2 separate regions of the Mus musculus genome follow, and region 2 is linked to region 1. A link is a contact called in public promoter capture Hi-C data. All regions are on one chromosome and are shown on one strand. Each heading gives the region's core, a stretch centred on a gene start, on an enhancer-like site or on the middle of the called end of the contact. The rest is flanking DNA. Distances are from core to core; before and after follow the strand shown.

What was found. Promoter capture Hi-C pulls out the DNA fragments that hold promoters and counts their contacts.
Region 2: a promoter capture Hi-C map of the 3T3-L1 cell line shows a contact between it and region 1, with 4 times the contacts expected there. The contact joins the promoter of Rimbp3 here to the promoter of Abcc1 in region 1. A contact is called at or near these places in 1 of 39 promoter capture datasets (the 3T3-L1 cell line) and 1 of 115 datasets of contacts at active chromatin or transcription factors (astrocytes).

Annotation. Positions count from the first base shown.
Region 1 is chr16:14,358,487-14,364,229 of GRCm38.p6, reverse strand. Abcc1 (ATP-binding cassette, sub-family C (CFTR/MRP), member 1) reads right to left here and starts at 2,672. Exons shown (of 31, transcript NM_008576.3): 1 at 2,587-2,672. The coding sequence starts at 2,634.
Region 2 is chr16:17,204,642-17,210,384 of GRCm38.p6, reverse strand. It overlaps Rimbp3 (RIMS binding protein 3), which reads right to left and starts at 2,250. Exons shown (of 1, transcript NM_001033338.3): 1 at 1-2,250. The coding sequence starts at 1,671. Gm22129 (a small nuclear RNA gene) reads left to right here and starts at 4,487; the gene lies at 4,487-4,593.

The DNA of each region.
Region 1 (5,743 bases), core at 1,423-3,922:
ATAACATTGTTTCTCTGTTCTCATCCTAGACCTTTGCACAAGGGAAGGTTGTAAGTTCTCAGCAGTAGACCCGAGCTAGCCCAGGAGCAAGACTCCGAGAGGGTTCCTGACGGCTGGAATCTTGACTTCTCTAAGCATAATGTTGGTCCTAAAAGGATCCAAGTACCAGTAGCAAAAGGACAGCAGCCCACTCCCATCGATCTCCGGGAGTCCTTACAAGCCCTGCTTCGCTGATTCTGTGGGCTGTGCTCGCCTGGTGTCCTCACACCGGGCTTCTACAATCCTTCCTCCCCATCTTCTGTGGTTCCTCAAGTCCCACCTAATATTTGGTTGTAGGTCTCTGCATCTGCTCCCATCTGAAGGGAAACAGGAGCAGATCTGGGGAAGATGGGGATGTGAAGGGAGGAACAAGGAGGGGAGGAGGGAGGGGAAGCTGCAGTTGGGATACAATACAATACATGAGAGAAGGCTAGACCACGAACACTGATAAGACCATGGCCGCAGCCCAGAAGGGCTGTTCTATAGAAACTGAGCACAGTAAACAATGAAACAACTCAAGATGGTGAGGTCTAGAATGGCAGGGTGTGGCAGCGGTATAGATATGCTGGTGCAAAGCCACCTACTTTAGTTTATTGTTCTTTGAAGCAGTCTTGCTCTAGCACAGCTGGCCTGAATTTCACTTCTCCTGCCTCAGCTTTCCCAATGGTGTGATTACAGATAGGTGCACACCAGGCCAACCAACCCACTCTGTTTTGTGTTTGGATTCTCTAGCTACACATAAGTTCTTGCTTGCCAGTGGCCCTCTCACCCATTCTGATTCCAGGACTCCAGAAACAGGGTGTCCATCAAGCCTAGACCAGTGAGAGAGAAGAGGGGCCGAAAGGAAATCTGCAAGATGAGACTTAAGGGAGGATGGGAAGCTGCCTAAGGGGAAGGCCAGCCACCACTACTGCCAAACACAATCCATCCATCTTCATTTTCTGTGGCAAAAAGTTCCAAGAAGGAAAGAACACCAAGTCAGGCTTCTTGGGTAGGCTTTTTAGCATATTAGAAGCTAGAGAATACCTCCCAACATTTCCTAGTCATCACTGCGCAACAATAGGATACATCCAGATGTGAACTGGTGAGAGGCTTGAGGACCTCAGAACCCACACTGTGGAAAGAGAGTTCCACACAAGTCTGATGTGCGCATGTGCCATGGTATGCATACACTCAAACATACACACACACACAATATATGTATGTGTGTGTTATATATATGCAAAAATAAAATATGCAAACTGGTAGAAAATCTAATGTCTACTTCCCCTCCACCATAAGAGAAAAAAGAAATTCAGGAAATACTCCAGCACCCATGTTAGTGACCCAGATCCCCCTGAGTTCTTGCAAAATAACCTCGTTGTCTCTACACTTGGCACAAGGGTAGAGGACACACAGTGTTCCTGTGTGGCAAACAGGCACCTATCTCTTGCAGACTCCCGAATGTAAATCACAAGCTCTGTTTCCAGCTCTGGAGAAACCTCCAACCTCTTGGCTTTAAAATGAACCATTTATCCAAGTATGGTAAGTTTCTCAACCAAAATTGGCACCCTCCTCACCCAAAAGTCTCCCAGGGGGCCTTCAGGGGTCATCATTCCTAATGCAGTCTATCACGGAGGTACCACAAAACAGAACAAATACTTGTGGGCGCTAACCATCAGCTGCTAAGAAACAGGGATGTTTTTCTTGTTTCTCAAACAAAAAGAAAAGTCATTGTGTCCAGGGTTTCCTATTGTAGTCACTAATAATCAGGACAATGTGATGCAGGAGTGTTCTGGAATAACAGGCAAATCGCATTACAGGAACAGCATTACAGGAACACGAAATACACAAGCACTGGAGATTAGAGCAGTCAGCCAGGGAACCCAGCCTAGGATCATTTCACAAGAAAGCTACCTGGAGAGGGCCTGAAGTCCCCGGGACATCCCCAGAGCAGCGGAGTCTCTCTGACTCAGAGTAGAAGGCACTCTCCTGGTTACAGAGTCCAGGGCATTTTCCACTGCACCCCAAACCTACAAAAAGAGACAGAAAGGCCCTTCTCCCCTCTCTTGGCTTTTCCTTATTTCCTTAAAGTTCCCTGATAGCATTTAGGCAGAAAGGAGAGAGGATGAGAAAAAAAAACATGAAGCCAGAGTAAACGAGAGGTAAAACAAACAGTGGGGAACCCCAACACAAGCGATGGGAAGTCCCTTTCTAGAGTCTGGGCTCCTGCACGGTGCTCTATGATAGTGTGTGCGCGGTAAACGGAGATCCTACCCCCACAAAACACAGAAAATCCCCAATTTGCTGCCTCCAGATCTGGCGTCCCTTCCCGATGGCAGAACCCCAAAGCACAGAGGCACCTCCCCGCACACACCCAGCTCTCCCGGAACCCGGTCCCCAGAGTAAGAGAGCGGCGGCTACGCCGGGGCCCGGGTGGCGAATCCCCGCGTAAGCAGAGCAGGGCTCCGGCTAGGGGAGCAGCTGGGTCCGCGCGTCCCAGCGTCCCCCCACGTCCTCCGAGTCCCCGGTCGCCCCCGCGCCGTCCCCCGCGGCCCACCACCTTACCCAGAGTGGATCGGAGCCATCAGCGCTGCAGAAGCTGCGCAGCGCCATGCGGGCGGCCGGCTGAGCGAGGAGGCGCAGCGCCGCGCGGTTGGCCCGCGTCACCGGGATGCAGCCCCGCCCCACCCCGCCCCGCCCCGCGCGTGGGAGCGAGCACGGCCACGAGTTGCCCTGGCCTGGGCCTGCAGGCCTCGTCTGCAGCTCCCACTCACTGGCGGCTCCTAAAGCCGACACGGCCCGGAAGAACCCCGCACTGGGCCCTCCACACCTGGGCTTCATCCCAGGTGACCCTAACTGTACCGCTGGCCCCCCGCTGCGGGAGAACGCTCGGTGCTTGCGTGATTTTAGGGCTTTTTCCTTCAGTTGCACCTGGAGGGATATGGATGTGAGCTCCCAAGAAAGGAAAGAGAACAGATAAGGAAACTGAGGCTCAGAAAGGTGAGGAAATTCGCTCAGAGTCCCTCAACGAGTAGAAGTGTAGTTCGTTTGAATCAGGAGCCCTATGAATCCATTCTAAACACTGAGATCTCCATCCTGAACACCAGTTTGCCACCCCTCCTCCATGGTCTGCAAAGCACCCTGGGAATTTCTCCCATTCTGAGTGCAGCCAGGAAATAACTCATTTCCTTATTACTTGGTATGAGGAATTTGGGGACAGGGTTTCATATAATAACTAAATCTGGCCTCTAAAGCACTATGTAGTAGAGGATGAATGACCCTGAACTTGTGAGCCCCTCTGCCTCCATTTTTTTTTTTTTTTTTTTTAAGACAGACTGAAGTTTCTCTATGAAGCCCCTGGCTGTCCTGGAACTCAATTTGTAAACCAGGCTGGCCTCGAACTCAGAGATCTGCCTGCCTCTGTCTCCCAAGCTCTGGGATTAAAGGTGTGCATCACCTTTCCTCCACTTCTTATTACCCCAGCCACCTGGGGCGCTGACAACAAAACCCAGGCTTCCTCCTAGGTTTTGTTGTCAGCAGGAACCACTCCACCAGCTGAGCTATGTATACCCCTGAAAAAATATTTTAATTTAAAAAGTAATAAAGAAAATGAGTAAGATAAACAATTTTTGAAGGTCAACCACAAGTCAGGTCCCCCTCAGTATGAATAAGAGTTTGGTGGTGGTGGTGGTGGTGGTGGTGGTGGTGGTGGAGGTGGTGGTTGTAGTAACAGCATTTACTTCTATGTGTGTATGTGTGTGGGTGTGTATATAAACTTGTGCTTGTGGAGGTCAGGACAGCCTGGGAGAGTTGTTTTTTGTGGAACTTTGTGGATTCCAGGGAGCTAACTCAAGTCATCAGGCTTGGCAGGAAGTTTCTTTACCTCTGTGAATAAGTTTTTTAAAGATAATTACTTTCAGGTAACAATTCTCAATGCACTGTTACCCATATTTATTGAGCATCTGCTGTATAGCAGGAGTCTTGCTAGGCTCTAGCAAGCTAGCAGCTGGAATATGCTCAGATCTGACAGACGGGAAAGTGGAGCTGTATTTTCATGTGTTTTAGTGATAAGGCAACAGATCTTAATGACATGCTTTCATAATCGGAAAGTGTATTTGAAACTGTTGCAAGATCCAGGAAGGGGATAAAGAGGATCAAGGGGGCCAGGCCTGCTCAGGTAAAAGTCTAGAAGGCTTTCTGAAAGAAAGCTTTTGAGCTAAACACAAGCATGGTTGGGATTCCAGCCTGGGCTGGGCTGTGTCTTGAGCTGAGGAAAGCAGCCTATAAGAAAACTATGAAGCAGCCAAGACTGGTGGTGAACGCCCACGATCTCAGTACTTGGGAGGCTGAAGGAGGATCTTGAGTTCGAGGCCAACCAGGACTGCATGAGACCCTGACACAAAACGTAGAACAGAGCAGTTCTGGTGACAAAGCTTAGCTGGGTAAGTACTACTGCACAAACCTGAGAACCTGGAGTCTGGACTCCAGCATCCATGTCAGAAAACGCCCATGTGTCAGGGCACATCTGTAATGTGGTCCTGGGGAGATGGAGACAGGCAGATTCCTAGAACTCAACAGCCAGTCAGCCTAGCCCAGTTGTGAAGTCTAAATTCAGTGAGAGATGCTGTCTCAACAAATAAATCAGAGACAGCCAGTGAGATGGCTTATCCAGCAAAGGTGCTTGCATGCAGCTCTGACAACCTGGTCTCCCAAGCCCACAAGGTAGCAAGAGAGGATCGACTCCTGAGGCTCTTCTTTGACCATCACTAGTGCTCCAGAGCACATCTGCACCTGCACTCACACATATACACAAAATAAATTTCATTTCATTTGAAAATTAAGGGGAAAGGTTGGGCAGGGCTCCACACACCTTTAACCCTAGCACGGAGAAGGCAGAGGCAGGTGGCATGAGTGAGAGACACTCAAAAGAAGCAAAAGCAGGGATATTACACAGACAGGCATAAGCTTGAGCGAAAGGGGACGGAGCCAGAGTCCATAGATAGTGAACAGGTGACAGAGTGTAACACTTCTGTCCAGTGGGATGGCCTGCATTTCACACAGGAAATTCTGCCCTAGAACTGCATGGATAAACTGAGGGTGTTGTGGTGTAGGAGACCCAGACATCCTCCTGCCTCAACCTCTGAGGGGCTGGGACTATCAGTGTGAACTGTGCATGGTGCTTTTTTTATACTTTTTCCATGTGAAACGTCTGTTCTATTTAAATTGATTGCCACAGACCCTGCCACGAAGGGGGCTGGGAGATGGGTGACTAAGCCAGATAGGGGTACCCAGAAAGTACAGGATATAAGGGATTCCACTGAGGCCCCAGAGCAGCATTACAGCAGGCTGCACTGGGGCCAGGCCCGTGCAGTATAACTCCACTCATAACCTCAGAGTAGAATCTCACCACCTCCTCCTTGGTGTTTCCCTGGGTTGAGCCAAACAACATCTGGATGCAGTGACCACTCCCTAGGCTGAAGCTGCTGACCTAGTAGGAGTGACACCAGATTTCCTGTATTGGGCCTAAGGCATAGGGAAGTAGAAGGGTGGCAGGAAGCTCCTGCAGGACACTAGCTATGTCCTGAGGTCCTGTTCCAAACCTTGTACCAGTTTCTCTTGAAGGTGAAGAAGATACAACAGTCCTCTAACCAGCACTGACAGTCCTTTTGCACAGGGACACATCAAGGATCAGCTCATTGTACCAGCTCTGGTCCTCCTGCTG
Region 2 (5,743 bases), core at 1,001-3,500, 2.8 Mb before region 1:
TTCCAGCGCCTGCACCTGGTGCCGAGTTATCTCCGAGGGTGTGCTGGGTCTGCCCGCGTCTGCCCAGGCGCCTGCTTTACTCTGATGTAGAGTCAACTGTCTTTGCAGGCGCAGCACTTCCCGCTGAGACTCACGCTGCAGCCGGTCCAAGTCACTGATGTTGCACCATTGCGCGCACGTGGCGCCCTCTTCAGGATGCGAGGAGCTGCCAAGGTCCGCGGCGATGCGCGCCTGCAGCAGGTGGCACTCCCGCCTCAATGCTTCGATCTGTAGATCCTTGGCTTGCAGCGCGCCAGCCTGTTCTGACAGGTCCTGAGCACGCTGGCAGGTAAACACTTGGCTCAGGTCCAGACCTTCGAGGCTCTCACCTGGCACTGGAGCACTCATGGCCCTCAGATTGGTCTCCTGAAGCTTGCGGGCCCTGTCTTCAAGGCGCTGAGCGAGATCGGTCAGCTCTGCGTGCTTCACCTTGAGCCATTTCACTTTCTCTCCTGCCTCCTCGGAGAAGCCTTTACGCCGCAGATGCAAGTTTTCTTCGCGCAGGTCACAACAGCGGCGAACCAGCACCTGCAATGCCTCGGCCAGCTCCGAGTTCTGCCTCACCAGTTCCTGGTAGTCCAGACCCGGAGGCGAGGAGGTCGAGGCTTCGCAGGGCTTGTTCTCGGAGCTTTCTTTCTGCAGGTCATTAGGTTTCCTATGTATTGATGGTAGCTGAGGCGGCGGCTGGGGACTGGAGGTGTCTGGAATAGACGCGCTGGTCGCAGGGGCCCTTACCTCGGATTCAGAAGCCTGGGAGCAATTCAGTGTGTTGTCCAGTGAGCAGGAATGTGCTGTTGCCAAAGATTCGAGGGAGCCGGCGCGCGTGGGCAGCAGGTCGTTTGGAGAATGAACCCGGACGCCAGTGTTCAGGCTTTCGAGGGATCCGAGTCGACGAGCAGGCTTTGGGGTGCCACCAGTGTTACTCTGGGCTTCTAGGGGCGGCTCTTCCAAGGAATGCGTGGCTTGGGGGTCCGCGGGTCCCGGTAAAGCCGGCTGCCAGCGGAAGTGCTCTAGGATGTATTTAAGGAATAGCTGGCGCTCCACGTCTAGCGCCGCCTGCAGGTGGCGGATGCGCGCGGCTTGTTCGCCGTCGGTCTCCCAGCGCAGCAGCGCCAGCACTTCCTGCAGGCGACAGCGGCATTGTGCCGCGGAGGCTTCGGATGCCCCTGAGCGGCTGCAGTAACCACGGTTCACTAGCTCCTGGGCCAGCTGACGCTGAAGCTCCCTTGCCTGGCGCAATACAACATCGCGCTCCTGGTGTAGCAACTGCTGCAGCTGCCGCATCTCTGCCTCCTTCCAGCGCAGCAGCTGCCGGATCTCGGCCTCACGCTCGCGCTGCACCTCCTCCTGCAGCTGCCGCAGCTCCCGGAGGCGTCGTGCCTCCCACTTGGAGCGCAGATGGTCAGCCAGCTGCTGCCGCTCCTGCTCAGCCGACTCCCGCAGCTGGCGCGTCTGGGTAGCGAAACGCCTCCGTTCCGACCGGCCGCGCGCGCGCTCGCCCTCCAGCTCTGCCCGTAGTTTTTCTAGCTCTCGTCTCTGCTCCTCCAGCACTGCGGCCGCTGGGCCGGGGCTGCTTGGCTTCTTGGGCGACGCGCGGCCACCACCCAAGGGGGTGGGTGAGTCCTTTGTCATTGTGGCCGCAGCCCGGCAAGAAGCCAGAGAGATAGTTTGGTATTGGTAGGCCAGTTAGCCAACGGCCTCCGCCCCCGGCCGCTGCCAACCGCCCCACGCGCCCCTTCCGGCGCCCCTAGGTGCCCTCCGCGCGCCTCTTCCGCCTTGGGGGCGATCTCCCTTATAACCTGTCGCCTCCCCACAGATTGAGTGCCTTTCGCTTCTTCCTAAACTCCTGAGACCCCTTTCAAACTAGCCTCTGAACTTCCCCGGATACCCCGGGCATATTTCGGAGCCCACACATATCTGCTTTAGGGCTTTTGTGACCTGTTCCACTTTCGCCCTGGCAGTGTGCAATCCTTTCCAGAATTAGATCCCCAGTAGGGTTCCTAGATGATCGCTGATCCTGGGCCTGAGTAAAAATGGATTCTGGTCAGATCTCACCTGGCTCTACTAGGGTTTCTGGTCGAGTTTTGAAATTAGGTAAACTTCTTACAAGATCTGCTTAAATTTGTGGTTGAGCTCTGAGCCCTAAGTGGCTATAACTCCTCTGTTCCTACGCAGGACCCAACATGCTAAGCCTTTTCTTTGTTCTTTTTCTTTTCTTTTTTCTTTTTGGTTTTGTTTTTTTGTTTTTTGTTTTTTTGTGTTTTTTTTTTGTTTTTGTTTTTGTTTTTGTTTTTTTTGAGACAGCGTTCCTCTGTGTAGCCCTAGCTGTCCTGGAACTCACTCTGTAGACCAGGCTGGCCTCAAACTCAGATATCCGCCTGACTCTGCCTCCCAAATGCTGGGATTAAAGGCCATCACTGCCCGGTGCCTTTTCTTATATCAACTGAAACTTTGTGTTGTTTGTTTGTTTGTTTGTTTGAGACGTGTGTGTGTGTGTGTGTGTGTGTGTGTGTGTGTGTGTGTGTAGAGCTGGCTGTTCTGGAATTCACTCTATAGAGCAGGCTGTCTCTGCTTCCCCAGTGCTTGGATTGCAGGAGTTGACCAACATGTCTTGCATCTGAGCCTTTTTGAATCAGCAGGTGGCAGTGACTGAGGATTGATTGCACCCACCTCAAACATGCTGGGCAAATTTTATACCACTGAGATTCATATCCTGTCTCTGTTTCTGTCTGTCTCTGTCTCTCTCTCTGTGAAGTAGTAGTAGTACTAGTAGTAGTAGAGACTGAGCCCAAGGTCTCATTTAGTAAGTAATAGGCAAGCACTTTACTATTCATTATATCTTCAGTCTTCAGCCCCTTTAAAAATGTAAGATGTTGGGGCTGGAGAGATGGCTCAGTGGTTAAGAGTACCAAATGCTCTTCCGAAGGTCCTGAGTTCAAATCCCAGCAACCATATGGTGGCTTACAACCATCTGTAACAAGATCTGATGCCCTCTTCTGGAGTGTCTGAAGACAGCTACAGTGTACTTACATGTAATAAATAAATAAATCTTTAAAAAAAAAAGTAAGATGTTAAGATGAGCAGTGGTGGTATATCCTTTTAATCCCACCATTCAGGAGGAGGAACCAAAGCCATGTTTTCTGCAAGATCAGCAAGCACCCATAACCCTTGAGCCATCTTTCCAGCTCCCCAAAACATTAAAAAAAAAATATATATATATATATAGTCTCACTCTGTAGCTCTGGATGGCTTAGAACTGATGTCTACTGGGCTATCCTAGAAGTCACAGAGACCTTGCCTGGAATAAAGGTATGCAGCACCATGCATGAATGTCTGTTTGAAGTTTCTGGTGGTGGTGGTAGTAGTGGCGATGGTGGAATTTTTTGTTTTGTGTTTGTCTTTGTTTTGGAGACAGGGTCTGGTCTTTCTATGTCCTGGCTGACTTGGAAGTTGCTATGTAGACCAGGCTGGGCTCAAACTCACAAAGATCAACTTGCCTCTGCCTCCCAAGTGGGATTAGAGGTATGTGCATGGCACTATACCCATCTCCTTTTTAAATTCATATTTGAGTTAGGATGTTGCTAATTTGTCCAGGCTGACCTTGCACTAGTGGTCTTCCTGCATCAGGCTACCAGACAGCTGGGATCACAGGTGTGCACCCTACACCTGACTCAAACCTACTCTTGTCCTCTTACCTACTGCTCACTTTTTCCTGTCTTTTGGTATTGATTTGGTAGTTTTCTACTCCAAGGAGCCTTTCTGGACTCTCCAGGCTGGGCTTAGAGTTCCCAAGATGCTCTAGCCCACAGGGTTGCCTTGATGACTCTACATACAGCTGCTTTACCTTTGAGGAATGGGTATGACTAGTAAACCTTTGTGTCTCTGCCCAGAGCAAACTCAAAGCAGGTAAAAATGGAATGTCTTTCCCATGCAGGTTGGACCAGGCAGATAGAAAGAACATAGAGGGTACTGTACTTGGTCTCCAGGCCTACCCAGTTCCAACACTCAGCAAACACCTGTCAGCAAGCTTTAGGGTGTACACCGGGCATGGGGGTATTGGGAAGAGGCCTGAAGGTGGGCAAGGAATGAAGCTTCAGCCAGCTTGTTGGTAAGGTCCAGACCTCAAACGAGGGACAATAGACTCTCCTCTTTCCCTCAAGGAAAAACAAGACCAACAATGATAATAACACCTAATGCTGGGTGGTGGCCCATGCCTTTAATCCCAGCACTTGGGAGGCAGAGGCAGGTGGATTTCTGTGAGTTTGAGGCCAGCCTGGAGTTCCAGCACAGCTAGGGCTACACAGAGAAAATCTGTCTCAGAAAAAAAAAAATCACATATATAGCTATTGTCTGGCTACTTTAGTGTAGATCAGGAACTTTCCTCCTATCCGGTTCCTCCCTGTTCTTCCAGGCTCTGGCATTAACTGGCTTACAAAAAACCACAGTGGTGCTCGCTTCGGCAGCACATATACTAAAATTGGAAGGATACAGAGAAGATTAGCATGGCCCCTGCGCAAGGATGACACGCAAATTCGTGAAGCGTTCCATATTTTTTATGTGTAATACTCAAGTTCACAAGTTCACAGATCCATTGTGTGGTTTAACAGACTATTCTTGAGGAAAAAAAAAAAAAAAGACAGATCTTGGATAAAACCAGAAAAAAAAAAAAAAAAACAACCCACAGTGATAACTAACCTTCCATAGCCATACATTCTGTCAGAAAGATCCTTTGTGGTGCCTTCTGAGTACCCAGGGTGACTTACTTCCTCTTCTTCTTCCTCCTCCTCCTCCTCCTCCTCCTCCTCTTCCTCCTCCTTCTTCTTCAAGACAGGTTTTCTCTGTGTAACAACCCTGGCTGTTCTGGAACTGGATCTGTAGACCAGGCTGGCTTCAAACTCACAGAGATATGCCTGTCTTTGGCTCCTGAATGGTATAACTAAAGGTGTTCATCACCATGCCTGACAACACCTGGGCCTTCTAACCACTGTGTGCACTCAGCTCCTGGCAAATTACTGCTATAGTTATTTATCTAACAAGATTCCCCTAACCCTATAGAAAATACCTTTGGGGGCTGGAGAGATCACTCAGTGGTTAAGAGCACTGGCTGCTCTTCTAGAGGTCCTGATTTCAATTCCCAGCAACCACAAGGTGGCTCACAATCGTCTACAAGGGGATCTAATGCCCTCTTCTGGCCAGAGGATGTATATGCAGCAGAGCACTCATATAATTAAATATTTTTTTGGCGGGGGGGGGGGCGGGGGGGTTCGAGACAGGGGTTCATAAATTTTTTTTAAAAGAAAATACCACCCGGCAGTGGTGGTGCACGCCTTTAATCCCAGCACTTGGGAGGCAGAGGCAGGTGGATTTCTGAGTTTGAGGCCAGCCTGGTCTACAGAGTGAGTTCCAGGACAGAGAAACCCTGTCTCGAAAAATTAAAAAAAAAACAAAACAAAAAGGGGGGGTGGGTATGGGGGACTTTTGGGATAGCATTGAAAATGTAAACGAGGAAAATACCTAATAAAAAATAAATTAAAAACAAAACAACAACAACAAAAAAACAAACCTTTGGGAAACAAGAACATGAGAATTATGGTTCACAATTCATTTTCAGAACTGAAGCAGAGCCGGGCGTGGTGGCGCACGCCTTTAATCCCAGCTTGTCTACAAAGTGAGTTCCAGGACAGCCAGAGCTATACAGAGAAAC